Regions from separate parts of the Mus musculus genome. Here region 2 is linked to region 1. Evidence: chromatin contacts called from public promoter capture Hi-C data. All regions are on one chromosome and are shown on one strand. The core of a region is the stretch at or near the end of the contact, and the rest is flanking DNA. Distances in the headings are between cores, read along the strand shown. Region 1 holds the start of Psmc4 (proteasome (prosome, macropain) 26S subunit, ATPase, 4). Region 2 overlaps Plekhg2 (pleckstrin homology domain containing, family G (with RhoGef domain) member 2).

Evidence for each region. Promoter capture Hi-C pulls out the DNA fragments that hold promoters and counts their contacts.
Region 2: a contact with region 1 is called in a promoter capture Hi-C map of the 3T3-L1 cell line, with 2.7 times the contacts expected there. The contact joins the enhancer-like site here to the promoter of Psmc4 in region 1. A contact is called at or near these places in 15 of 39 promoter capture datasets (the 3T3-L1 cell line, 3T3-L1-derived adipocytes, the C10 cell line and 11 more), 2 of 484 Hi-C or Micro-C datasets (cerebellum and palatal mesenchyme), 4 of 115 datasets of contacts at active chromatin or transcription factors (acute myeloid leukemia, astrocytes, embryonic midbrain and 1 more) and 1 of 9 other capture datasets (pancreatic islet).

Annotation. Positions count from the first base shown.
Region 1 is chr7:28,047,301-28,053,431 of GRCm38.p6, forward strand. Psmc4 (proteasome (prosome, macropain) 26S subunit, ATPase, 4) reads right to left here and starts at 2,792. Exons shown (of 11, transcript NM_011874.2): 1 at 2,683-2,792; 2 at 1,804-1,902; 3 at 1,493-1,679; 4 at 66-212. The coding sequence starts at 2,718.
Region 2 is chr7:28,354,222-28,360,969 of GRCm38.p6, forward strand. Plekhg2 (pleckstrin homology domain containing, family G (with RhoGef domain) member 2) reads right to left here. Exons shown (of 19, transcript NM_138752.2): 19 at 5,383-6,748. The coding sequence ends at 5,584. Among named protein-coding and RNA genes, the nearest start is that of AF357399, 6.1 kb to the left of the region's middle. Within about 2 kb of position 2,915, at least 155 of the 459 cell types and tissues checked have an H3K27ac peak or open chromatin away from gene starts, as enhancers often do. A contact at or near this core is called in astrocytes, liver, neural stem cells and 1 more, where this site is marked.

The sequences.
Region 1 (6,131 bases), core at 1,542-4,041:
TAGGGCTTGCGGCTCAGCCCCCAGGGTCCCCGTGGGACTCCCAGGGCCCCGGGTGCCCCCCTCACCTGAGGTGAGCATCATGATGCTGCTGTCGGCCTCGGGAGGCAGCACGTCCACCAGGGCATTGCTGTGCTTGTGCAGGGCCACCGAGGCGTTGGGCTTGAGCAGCTCCCGGTCGATGGTACTCAGGATGCGCACATAATAGTTAGAGCCTTTGGGAGCAGACAGGAAGGAAGACGAAGTGAAATGCCAGAGACTTGACGTCACTCCTTCCCCGTTTCCCTCTACACACAGCTGGCACTTTCCACGTTTCCCACGTCTGGCCCTAGGTCATCCCCTCTTAGCCCCCATGCTCATCCTAATGACTTCCCTGCTGGTCTTCAGCCCTGCTTCCTTCTTGAGGTCCAGCTCTGTGCATCTCACATGTGGTCTCCTGGATGGCCCTGGGAATCTTTCAATGTGTTCCCAGCACAGTCCTGGTGTTCTCCACTCAACTGTGCTGTCCCCGAGTTGCCAGCCAGAGGACTAAGCCTCGTTCTGGCCCCCTCAGTCACTCACTCTCTCTACCCCACCTCCCTCTGCTCTCACCTAGCCCACCACCAAACCCTGCCCTCATTTGGAACTATCCCCTGCCTAAGTCTCCATATAAATTCCTGGTCAGCAGCCTCCATCTCCTTTCTCCAATCTACTCTCTACAGCAAGACTTGTGAGTGCAGCGGCCACCCAGACATCTTCCACAGCCTCAGCTCCCCACTGTCTGCCTCCAAATCCACCCCTCCAATCACACCACTATCTCAGGGAGCCCCACCGTCTTAAGTCTCACTTTCAAAGACACAGCCTTCATCTTGGATATTACTCTCCCTTCACTTCCTCAAAGCCCACCTGTCCAATCCCACATGGTTACACGACTTTATCTAGAGCCTTTATAAACACACGGCTCAGTCGAGCAGCAGGAAAAGACAGGTAAGACACCAGAATCGTCAGCTACTGTAAGAGCAGGGTATGGATTTATGTCACTAGCATCTGTTGTATGCTGAGTCCTCAACAGAGCCAAACGTCTTTACACACAACCGATGCTTCCAGACAGCAGCTCCATATCCAGCAGCAGTTGTGGCGTTAACTCAGGCGAGGGAAGTGACCACCAGTTTGTTCAACTCAAACAGACTAGAACCACAAACATCAAAGGTACTCCAACCCACATGGTAAATTTCTTCTTGTTTGGAGACAGGGTTTCTGTATGTACTCCGGGAAACATACTAGGTAGACCAGGCTGACCTCAAACACACAAAGATCCTCTTGTCCCTCCGCCTCCTCAAGTGCTGAGGTTAAAGGCGTACACCATCACACTTGGATGGTGAAACTACACGCACACACGTGAATTGAGAGGCAGAAAGAGACATTCAGAAAATAAAGTATGTATCCACTTCTGGATCGGTCAGTACTCTGGCCATTCTATCACCCTGCCTTGCTCCCAGCCTGCCTCACCACTCACCTGTGGTGGAGCCCACGATGGCTGTGTTCTGATCCACAGCTTCCAAGAACTGACCGATGACCAAGGGGATGCTCTGGATCCGCTTCACCTCCTCCTGGGCGTGGAGGAATTCCTTCTTCAGGTTCTTCTGCTCGTCCTTGATATACTCCTCCTGCACTTCCAGGAACTCCAGCTCCTGCTGCAGCTTCTGCACGCACAGGGAGGGCAAAGGGTTGGCTGCAGCCTTGCCGTACCACAGTGGGAGGTGGGGGGGGGGGCGTATGTGATGGGGGATGGGAGGTATGCAGGAGCCAGCTTAGGGTTGAACACACCTTGTAGCGGCTGTACAGGTCCTCCAGGTCTTCAGGTTCGGGTCCCAGAAAGGACAGGCCGGTCTGCGGCCGAGACACGGACAGTGCTGGAATCTCATCCTGTAGACGGTAAAGACAACTTGGTGTTGGAAGCAGAGAATCATCTCGTGAAATCAGCGAAAGCGTTCTTCCTATTTCGCCACCAAGTCACCTATGTCTCCAGTACCTGACATCATTCACTATCTCTCAATAGATACAGGAGCTGCTCAGTCCCCTATGTAGATTGCTAATAGTAGGCCCCTTAAACAAAACTCATCATGAAAGTTTTGCAGCAGCTCCATACCGAACCTTAGCATCCCAGTCCCCTCAAGAGGTTCTAAAAGTCCCATGGATTTTAAAGTCAGAGTCACATTCAGAGTCTCATTACCCAGTTCTTCCCCTCCCCCCCCCAAAAGCTTTCATGTCAGATTCCCAACTCACGTTAAAGCCAAAGGTCACTCAGCCAAACCACAACCAATACTTAACGCCTCACCGTTCACGTCCCAAGCACAGTGAGTCCACTGGTCCCTTGGCCACGAACATACCTAGGCCACGGGGCCCCCATACATCATCCTCCACCTGGTCCAGACCCCAAACCGAAAAGCTAGTAAGCACAGCTCTCCAGGCCTCGCAACCGTTCTGTCTGAAAAGTCTTTAAGTTCAACGCCACTTTCCTCCCGCTCTGCTTTTCTGAGCTTTGCCGCCCTCCTGACAACATGACTACCCCGCCAGGCCCCGGGACCACCCAAAGCTCGACACCGAGGCCTCTGAAACCACCCAGCCCAGAGCTGGGATCCTGAGAACCCCTCAGCACCCCACTCATGTCCAGCTCCCGCTAAGAAACCCAGATCCCCACTGCACCTGAATCTTTTCCACCAAAATGCCTATCTCCTCCATAGTGACCAAGCCGGCCTCAGTGCAGCCCGGCCAGTCACGGCTTCCGCTGACGCCAACGGAAGTCCTTCACATAGAGCATCTTGGGAAACGTAGTTTTTAAGGTACCGCTGCGGGTTGACCTGACGGGCCGGATAACAGGAAGGGCGGGAAACTCTTAGCCCTGGGCTCCGCCCCCAAGATGGGTTCCTGCGCTCTGCGCTCCAGGCGCGCGCGCGCGGACCCGCAAGGATGTTGCGCGTGCGCAGTAACTCTTGTTCTGGCGCCATCCTGCTTCGCGGCCCGTCGCGCGTTGTGAAGGTTTCTCCAGTAGATGGCGCGGCCGAGTTGCTCTTGAAGAAAAGTCTCCAGAGGATTGATTGATTGATTTTAATATTATCCACTTTTTTACTTTCTTGTCTTTACAAAGCCAGCCCCGAACTGAGAATATGAAGATTAATCAAGTCCTGTCCTAACTTGTTAAAAACTCCAGAGCTTTGTTAGAAGGAATTCGCAGACATAACTAAGTATAAGAAACGAGAGGCACTAAAGAAGCCTTTAGTTCCACAGAAGAATCTCTTGACCTTCTCTGGCCGCCACCTGAAGAGAGAAGCAGAGGTCACAGAACGGCGAGGAGCCAATCAGATCGTACCAAAGCTGGAGAAACCGAGGCAGCTGCGAATGCAGATCTTTGCGGAGTCCTGTCGAATCTTTTCTTCTCTGTCCTCTTCACATTATTTTTAGGGGCTGTCAAGATGGCCCAGTGCTGAAGAACACTTGTGGCTCTTCTACAGGACCCGAGTTCGGTTCCCAGCACCCAGGTGGGGCAGCTCACTAGCATCTGTAGGCAACTCCTTCGGTTTCTGCAGGCACCTGCACTCAAGCACACGTCCCCGCTAGCAGAAACACACTTACACATAATTAAACGTTTTGAAAGGATTTTATATTTAGTTACGTGTACATGTGTATATCGGAGTGCGAATTTGTGCACCTGGATTCAGTACATGCAGAAGCCAGAAAAGGGCATAGGAATCTGTGGCACTGGAGTTACAGACTGTGTGCGCCATCTTTTCAGCCTCCTGTTGAGTTTTGATTGTTGTTATGGCTCAGGAACTTTGATATGCTAAGCAAGCCCAGCTAAAATCCTTAGTATGTATTATATTCTCTTCTACAAAGAAGGAAGCTGGTGCCAAGCACTGAAGTCACTTGAGCAACTGGTAAAGCAGGGTTAGAACCTAGATCTGTATTCCTTGTACCAGGGATATACACTACCACACTTCATAACAGCTATAGTTTTTGTTAAGTAAACTTTTTATTGGGGCACAGATAGGTAGCAGGCACAAATCATTATTTTCTAGCTACATAATGCTGCACAAATTGAACGTCCTATCTGTTCTGTATGGTATGGAGAATCTACAGTAGCTCTCACACTGGCTAGCAGGTGGGTTCCTTCCCTCCATCAGTTGAAGAATTAAAAGACAGAAAAACAGTGACCACAAAGTAAAGGTGAAGTTTGTTGGCAGGCAATACAAATAGTTGAGAGAGGCAGCTCTCCAGCTATTAGGAGGCTGTGTTTTTCTTTGGTTTTAAGGTGTCCCGCTGGTGAGTTCCACGCCACCTGTTCTCTGTTGATCTAATGGTGCTTATGTAGCTCTTCTGTAGCAGGCCTATGTCTTGGTCCACTGACATGGAAATAACTGAATTGTTGCCTGGCTGAGGTAAGTGTGGGCACCCCAGCACTCTCTCCTCTCTGTGGTGTAACAGGTAAGAGATCTGCAGTACATTAGAGGGGAGTGGCATATGTCTCAGAGAAATGGAAATTTACTGATGGGGCAAAAGCCTACGGAAACTCACTACTGGAGGCAAAAAGCCATTTAAAACAAGTAGAAGCACCATATAGATGACTCCCCATCAAGGCAGCTGGAAGAATCCCCATGGAGAGTCCCGGGCGTCTTCTTGAGTAATGCTTCCTAGGAAAAGCAAGACAAGCAAGCCTACAGATATCACCATCAGATTGGGTGCTCATAGTCATCCTTCAAAAATCACCTGGAAAGCCCCGGTGAGGCAGCCAGCTGGGCTTCTCACTGGAGAGATGTGGGCAGAGTAATCTCCTGTAGGGTGAGGCTTCCAAAGACAAGAACAAATGCAGGCAGCGGGTAAATAACATCAAAGAGGGCTCGTTCAGCCACCCAGCAGAAACCACTGCAGCCTGAGTTCCAGCCGAGTAGAGGACTCTCACCAAGGCTGAGCCTTTTTGCTTCCCTTTCCCGCTGCAGGTGTTTTTATACCACGGAATAAGCAGCAGCCTCTGGTGGAATTTGTGTGCCCTCCGGCTGTCCACAAGAACACAATGGTCTGCTGTTGCTATTATTTTACATTACATTTTTTTTAATTGTGGGGGTGTGGGAATGAAACTCAGGCAAGCACCTTCATCCATCGAGCCACTTCACTGACCCTGAAACAATATGTTTCTAAGTTCTTTTTTATTCATGTGTATGAGTGTGCACTATGTACATGCATGCCAAAGCTCTTGGAGATCAGAAGAGGGCGATAGAAACCCCAGAACTAGAGTTACTGGCAGCTGTGAGCCACCAAGTGGTGCCAGGAATTGAACCCAGGTCCTCTGGAAGAGCAGAAAGTGCTCTTAACCATTGAGACATCTTTCTCTCTTTCTCTCTTCCTTCCTTTCCTTCTTCCTTCCTTTCTTTCTTCCTTTCTTCTTTGTTTCTTTCTTTCTTTTAAGATTTATTTATTTATTTATTCATTATATGTAAGTACATTGTAGCTGTCTTCAGACACTCCAGAAGAGGGCATCAGATCTCGTTATGGATGGTTGTGAGCCACCATGTGGTTGCTGGGAATTAAACTCAGGACCTCTGGAAGAGCAGTTGGTGCTTTTAACCACTGAGCCATCTCTCCAGCCCCGAGCCATCTTTCTAGCCCCCTCTTCTGGACAGTTTTTTTAATTCTACTTTTTGCTGTTTTCCTTCCTCCTAGTTACAGAGTTAGGGGATCAACCTCCCCTAGGACAGGGATTTAGGGAGGACAACTTGAGACAAACCTGCTTGGGTCTGAAATGGAGAGTCAACTCCACACAGAGCTCAAGTATCCCACGACAGTTCGCCAATACAATGGACTTTGTATTAAATTGTTACTACCCAGACCAAGCAACCAAGCATTCGCAGCTCCCAAAGCACCTCAGAGTTTCCCTTCCCCCACCCAATGAAGGGTTCACTCACACTAGCAAACATGACATTGGTCTGTTTTCAATTTTCTCTGGACTTGTACAGTGCACTGTGTGTTTGCCTGTTCAGAAAGTTATCTTTGTATCAGTGAGACTCTGTTATGTGTAAAAATAGTTTCTTTAGTTTTTGAATGGTTTCCACTGGGGAATATCCAAGTAGATTTCTTCCAGTAAACATATACAAATTTATCAG
Region 2 (6,748 bases), core at 1,665-4,164, 310 kb after region 1:
CTAGCCCTGCTGAACACAAGAGTCCTCTGAGGCCTGTAGTCTTCAATACAAAGGAAGTGGGTGCAGGTTTTAAAACATCAGCCAGCAGTATGGATATTTGATAAGGAAGGGCCACCAACTTTAAGGAGCCTCCTATCTGTAGGTCAGGCAAACTCAATGCTCTTCTGAGTTTAGGTGCTGGGGGTGGAGCCCAGCCTGAAGGCAGACAGTGCTCAATGTAGGGAGCCCTTGGAGCCTGTCTAGCTTAGATGGGCTCAAGTGTGCACCTCTACCTATGTGAGCAATTCACCTGTTGGGGCCATATGCTTGTTTGGTTTTTAAAGATTTATGTGAGTACACCGTTGCTGTCTTCAGACACACCAGAAGAGGGCTTCAGATCTCATTACAGATGGCTGTGAGCTACCATGTGTGTGCTAGGAATTGAACTCAGGTCCTCTGGAAGAGCAGTCAGTGCTCTAACTGCTGAGCCATCTCTCCAGCCCCTGAGGTACTGATTTTTGATGCTGGTTTCTTTGTATACCCCTGGCTATCCTTGAACTCTATCTGAAGACCAGGCCTGTCTCCCTAGGATTAAAGGCGTGTACCAACACTGCCTGGCCATTATGTATTCTTTGCACTTGCAAAGGGAAGGTAGGAAAATCAGAAGTCCAAGGTCACCCTTGGCTGTGGAGGTGAGTTCAAATTTGGCTTGACATAAACACTTTCAAAAGTAATTCAGGGAGGCTGGAGAGATGGTTCAGCGGTTAAGAACACTGACTGCTCTTCCGAAGGTCCTGAGTTCAAATCCCAGCAACCACATGGTGGCTCACAACCATCTGTAATGAGATCTGATGCCCTCTTCTGGGGTGTCTGAAGACAGCTACAGTGTACTTACATATAATAAATAAAACTTTAAATAAAAAAAAATAATAATTCAGGGGATGGAGAGATGGTTCAGGGGTTAAAGCATTGGCTGCTCTTCCGAGGGAATCCTGATTTAATTCCCAGCACCAACATGGCAGCTTACAACTGTAACTTCAGTTCCAGGGGATCTGACACCCTCATACAGACAAACATGCAGGCCAGTGCCTAGGAGCCTCTGTGGATGCCAGTCTGTTATGTGCTCTTTGTAGAGGAAAATAGAATGTCAGGTAGTGGCTCACTCAAGAGCACAGGGTGGAAGCAGGAAGTGGTGCTGAGCCACAAAAGCAGGTGGAAGGGCCCAGGCCCTTTAAGCTGTGCTAAGAGGCTCTGCTCTGCAGTCCTGCTTGGGGAGCGAAGGTCAGGTCATTCAGCTTCATGGGAGAAACCCAAGCCTACAGAGTAGCCGGCCCAGCCCAGAGGGTCAGGTGGGCTTTTTGGGGGTATTACAAATCAGGATCTGGCCAGGCATGGTGGCGCACACACTTGGGAGGCAGGGGCAGGTGGATTTCTGAGTTCAAAGCCAACCTGGTCTACAGAGTGAGTTCCAGGACAGCCAGGGCTACACAGAGAAACCCTGTCTCGAAAAACCAAAAACCAAACCAAACCAACCAAACAAACAAACAAAAAACAATAACAAGCCAGGCGGTGGTGGTGCACGCCTTTAATCCCAGCACTCGGGAGGCAGAGGCAGGCAGATTTCTGAGTTCGAGGCCAGCCTGGTCTACAGTGTGAGTTCCAGGACATCCAGGGCTAAACAGAGAAACACTGTCTCGAAAAGACCAAAAAAACCAAAACAAACAAACAAAAACAATAACAACAACAAAAACAAATCAGGATGGGTTGTTAGGTTGTCTTGTTCACATACACCTCTGAGATGTGATCCAGGGACCTCGGGAACCAGAGCCCACTTTCTTGACAAAAAGTTGAGTTGGCCTAGAAGCAGTTTTGTGGCCTGCAGCCAGTGAACTACACTAGTGAGTACTGGCCTTAGAGGGTACCAGGCTTGCATGTCAGTTGAGGGTCGTTCACACAGCTAGGAGATTCACTGCTGAAGACCACACATAGCCACTGTCCTCAGCTCAAACACATGTAGTTTTTTTGTTGAGACAGGGCGTCATTATGTCGTCTTGGCTGACCTAGAACTACTTAGGTAGACGAGGCTAGCCCCAGATTCTTAGAGATTTGTTTGCCTCTAGAGTACTGGGATTAAAAGTGTGCCCACACATTGGACCCAGCAGATAGGTCATTCCCATAGGTGAGAAAGGCTCCATGAATAGCAATGACATCTGGCAGAAAAGTGGAGTGAGGTTTGCTGAATAGCAAGTAGATGCGTGGCTCAGTATTACCTGACATGGTGGCCCTGTGATGGTGAAGGGGGGTATCCCTGAGAAAACTTAGTGGCAAAAGTATGCTCTGCAGCAGCTAAAGGCAATGAAAACCGGAGAAGGGTACGTACCCCACCCCACCCCACCCCACCTGCCTTTTTTAGAGACAGGGTCTTTCTACAGTGTTCTGGCTGTCCTGGAACTCCCTCTGTAGACCAGGCTGGCCTCTAACAGAAATCTGTTTACCTCAGCCTCCAAAGTGCTGGGGTTAAAGGCATATGCTATTATGCCTGGTCTGGTGTCACTCTTTAAGAAGGGCTTTTGCTGTGTTGCCAAGGCTAGCCTGGGGTATCCTCCTGCTGCCTCAGAAGCAGCTGGGACTCCAGGCACCAATGTCCTCCAACTCCTTTTTGAGCCTGACTACAGCTGTATGCAGGTTGATGGGTGGGCAAAAGCCCTCCTGGTCCTGGTAATCTGGGGCTTTGAAGCATAGATAGGAGCTGTCGTGGGATAAGGAATGGAACTCATCAAAGGGAGACGGGGCTGAGGCTAGCCTGGAACCTAGAGGCACAGCTGGAACACATCTGGAGAGGGGAATTGCTTTTCTTCCTCTTGCCAGGCTCTGGAGCAGACAGCCCTTTCTCCCTCCCTGCCTCCTTTGAATGCCGGGAATTCCGGCGCCGCTGGGAGCCCAGGCCAGGCTGGGAACTTTCCTACAGCTGGGGGTGGCTGGGAATGTGCAACTCTGCAGAGGAGGGGAGGGCCAGCCTCAGTTCTGACCTTGGGGGAAGCCTCCAGTCACCAGGGTGTAAGGGGGAACACAGGACTCAGCTGCTGCCCCCAGACAAGAGTCCAGGCCCAGTGGGCACAATGGCATTCAGTAAGTAGACAGCTCCTTGGGCTGGTTGACTCACAAGTTCCCTCTTGTAGCCCTGGTGGCTCTTGGCACTAGATGGGCAACTCAGGCTGAGAGGATTTGTCCCTGCTAAGCCCCTTCCTAAGAGTGAGACTAGCTATAGCTAGGTAAGGCACCTTCTTTGTGTCTGTCTCCTCTTCCTATTTTTTTGGGTTAAGAGTGAATCTCGCTCTGTAGCCCAGGATGTTTCCTTATCTATAATGCTTCAAAACAAGGAGCTGGAGAGACGTTTGTGGTTAAAAGTGGTTAACACTGCTCTTACAGAGGACCAAAGCTCAGGTCCCAGCATCCATGCTCATAACTACCCACCCACCATGCCCAGCTCCAGGGGCATCTGACTCTTCCTATAGACTCCAGGGTCACTTGTGTAGACACACATACACAATTCAAACAAATTCCCCAACAATGAAGGACTGGGTTGAGATGAGGTGAAAGTCCAAGGTCCTACATTCAATGCCCAACACTGCAAACAACACAAAAGCCATCCTCACCCTCGCTGTGTCGGGGAGATAGCTCATAGCCGAGCTCTCCAAAGAAAAAAGCCCCAGTTTGGTTCTCAATGCAAAAGAAAACCAAGTAGAACCCTCATTAACCTCTTAGGGATGCCGAGGGCCAGGACAGGATGAGCTCACAGTGACAAGCTTAAAGCCAGAAGCTCGTTTGCTCTAAAGCACAGCCTCTGGCTGTTAGCCAAGGGCTAACAATCAGATTCCTGAGCCCCGTAGGTCAGGACTGGACCTTGTGTGTGTGTGATTAGACTGACTCCCTGGTGAGTCACGGGTTAAGGTGTCCCTGAGAAGTGACAGGATATGTTTACTGAATGCTAAGCTCATTCTGAGAAGTGGCTAAAGACAGGAAAGCCAGAGCTCTTCGAGGAATGTCTCACACCAAATACCACCCTGGCCTGGGGACGGATGCCTTAGAATTCTTGGGAGGATTATAGACAGTGAAGGAAGGAGCTGGCATTCTGTCATCAAACAAATTGTTTAAATTATGCTGCCCTGCAGAGCACTGCTGGGCGGGGGTAGGATTTAACAAAAAATACCCTTTGTCTCCACTACAAACTTGAATTATTCTGTGGGAGGCAAGAGTATACTGAGGAATTACAGAGGTCCCAAATGAGGAGGGATGTGGGGTGTGTGTAGGGAGGTTGGACACAATAGTCAGAATATTCATGGGAAAGGGGGGCCTGGGTGTTCCCAGGAAAACCAAATGAGGAACAGAGCTCCCACAACCCCATCTTAATCTGCCCTGGTGTCAGCATGGAAAGGTCCTGAGGTGGTGTTTTGTTTTTCGAGACAGGGTTTCTCTGTGTTGCCCTGGCTGTCCTGGAACTCAGAAATCCGTCTGCCTCTGCTTGCCGAGTGCTGGGATTAAGGTGTGCGCCACCACGCCCGGCAGGTCCTGAGGTTTTATGGTACCTGGAAGAACCCTATCAAGGAGAGACGGCAGTGTGGGTGTGTGAGGTGCTGATGATTAGAAATGGTGGTAGTAATGAGGTGTGTAGATGAAATGGGTAGATGGACAGATGGAAGGATGTGTGGGCAAATAATGGGTGGAGATACAGATGTAGATACTGGATATATTCAGATGGGAGAGTGGAATGAGTCAGAGGTGGGATGAAGAATATAGTTGGATGGATGAACAGGAGTGTAGGGTAGGAGTTGATGATGTGTAAGATACCTGAGAGGAAATGGACAGAGATGGATACTGGGGACATGGATTTCAGGTCTATCTGGAGGAAGGTGCTTGACTTTGTAGCCTAGGTTGCCCCCAAACTCCTGGGCTCATGGGGTCCTCATTTCAGCCTCCCAAGCAGCTGGAGGTGTGCACCACCATGCATGTTCAGCTTTCTTGGACAGGTTAGCATAGTTCTGAATGCCTCAAAACCACAAACTAGGATCTGACAGTTTCTAACGGCCCCCAGGGAGCTCTAGGGGCCCCGTAACACACGCTGGCTTTGAACTTGCTATGTAGCCAAGGATGGCCACAAATATCTGACCTAATCTTCATTCTGCACAGATTTCAGGTATGCACTATCACACCCAGTTTTATGTAGTGCTGGGAATTGAACCTAGGACTTTGCACATGCTAAGCAAGCACTCTACCAACTGAGCTACATGGCCAACCTAAGCTACAGCAAATATTCTTAAGAGCTTTGACATTTTGGGCCACATCAGCCCTTCCCATTCATGGTGTCTGCCCATTTCCCATTACCTCAAGAAAGGCAAAACACACAGCGTTTCATAAAATTAATTAACAAAATAACCATGACCTCAGGAGGGCCATCTGTGGACACAGACTCCTGGGCTAGAAAGCTACAGCCATTTCTGGACCTGCGTCCAGGCTCTGGATGTCATAAGGATAGGTGGCACCTGGTGAAGAAAGTTCTTGAAGCTTAGGAAGCCTAATGTCCAGGCTTACATACGGAGAGCGGCATCAGGAGCCTCCTGGGCCCTGGGAAGGCCCAACGGCTCCCGGGTGAGGGGCTGCCAAGAGAGCAGGGTGGTTTAGCCGGACCTGAGCTTTGGCTGGTCGTAGCCGCCCACCACCTCCTACCTGAATACTAACTGTGGTGGCATAGCTGAGCCTCCTGGCTGGAGGGGCTGGGGGCTGGGGCTGAGGTGGTGGTGAAGGTGCCCGTGATGTGGGGGCAGAGGAGGACCAGTGACCCTGGGAGGCTACCGTGCCCTCTCCCCCAGGTCCCTGGCGCCTAGCCAAGCTCTGGCTGATGTATGAAGCTGCCAGGTACCTTGAAAGGGCAGCTGCACTGGGGCCCAGGAGCTGGCGAGTGGAGAGCGAGGGGCTATGCGGTGGGGTCAAGTCCAAAGACTCTGAGGTGGCAACACGAGAGACTAAACCCCTTGGTTTGGGTAACTCCATGGTTGTCTGAACTGGGGAAGTAATTAGGCCTTGCAGATCCTGAGAGCATCCTTGTTCAGTCAAAGGCACGGCAGCTGCTGAAACAGGGCCATCTGTGGTGTTCTGTTGGCCCAGTGAAGATAAGAGTCTGGGAGCTGGTGTGTCTGTGAGGCTGGGCTCTGGACCCAGACACTCTGGAGCGTCCTCCTGCTTGTGGGAAGACAGGGGCACTGTGGCCCTGGTGTCTGTAAGGCCTTGCAGCTGGGACACAGGGATGACCGCTGGCACCTGAACGTCTTGGGACAAAGATGGTAGAGGGTTGCATGGGATGCTGCAGTCCGGACGACCTTCCTGTGTGGGCAGAGGTAAGGCACCAGGACCCTCCATGTCTGGGAAGTCAGTTGACAATGGCAGTGGGGTGGTGGCTGGGATCTGCTGGTCAGGGCTACTTGTGCACACTGGCAAAGGGCTGACAGGCCGGCCACCAACAACAGCTAGACCCTGATCAATGCTGACGTCTCTTTGCTCGGCTCCTGGGGCCTTGTTTGGGTTCTGGCTGTCTTCATGACCTTCTTGCTTGGACAATGCCACAGTGTCTGCCTGACACTCTTGGCCAGGAAGGGAGGTGGTGGACTGAACCTGGATCTCCACACAGTTTCTATGCCCAGCTGATGGAGTGGCAGCGGGAACTTGGCTTTGGAGCTGGCTTGTATCAGGCAAGGTTGAGGCAGTTGGGACCTGG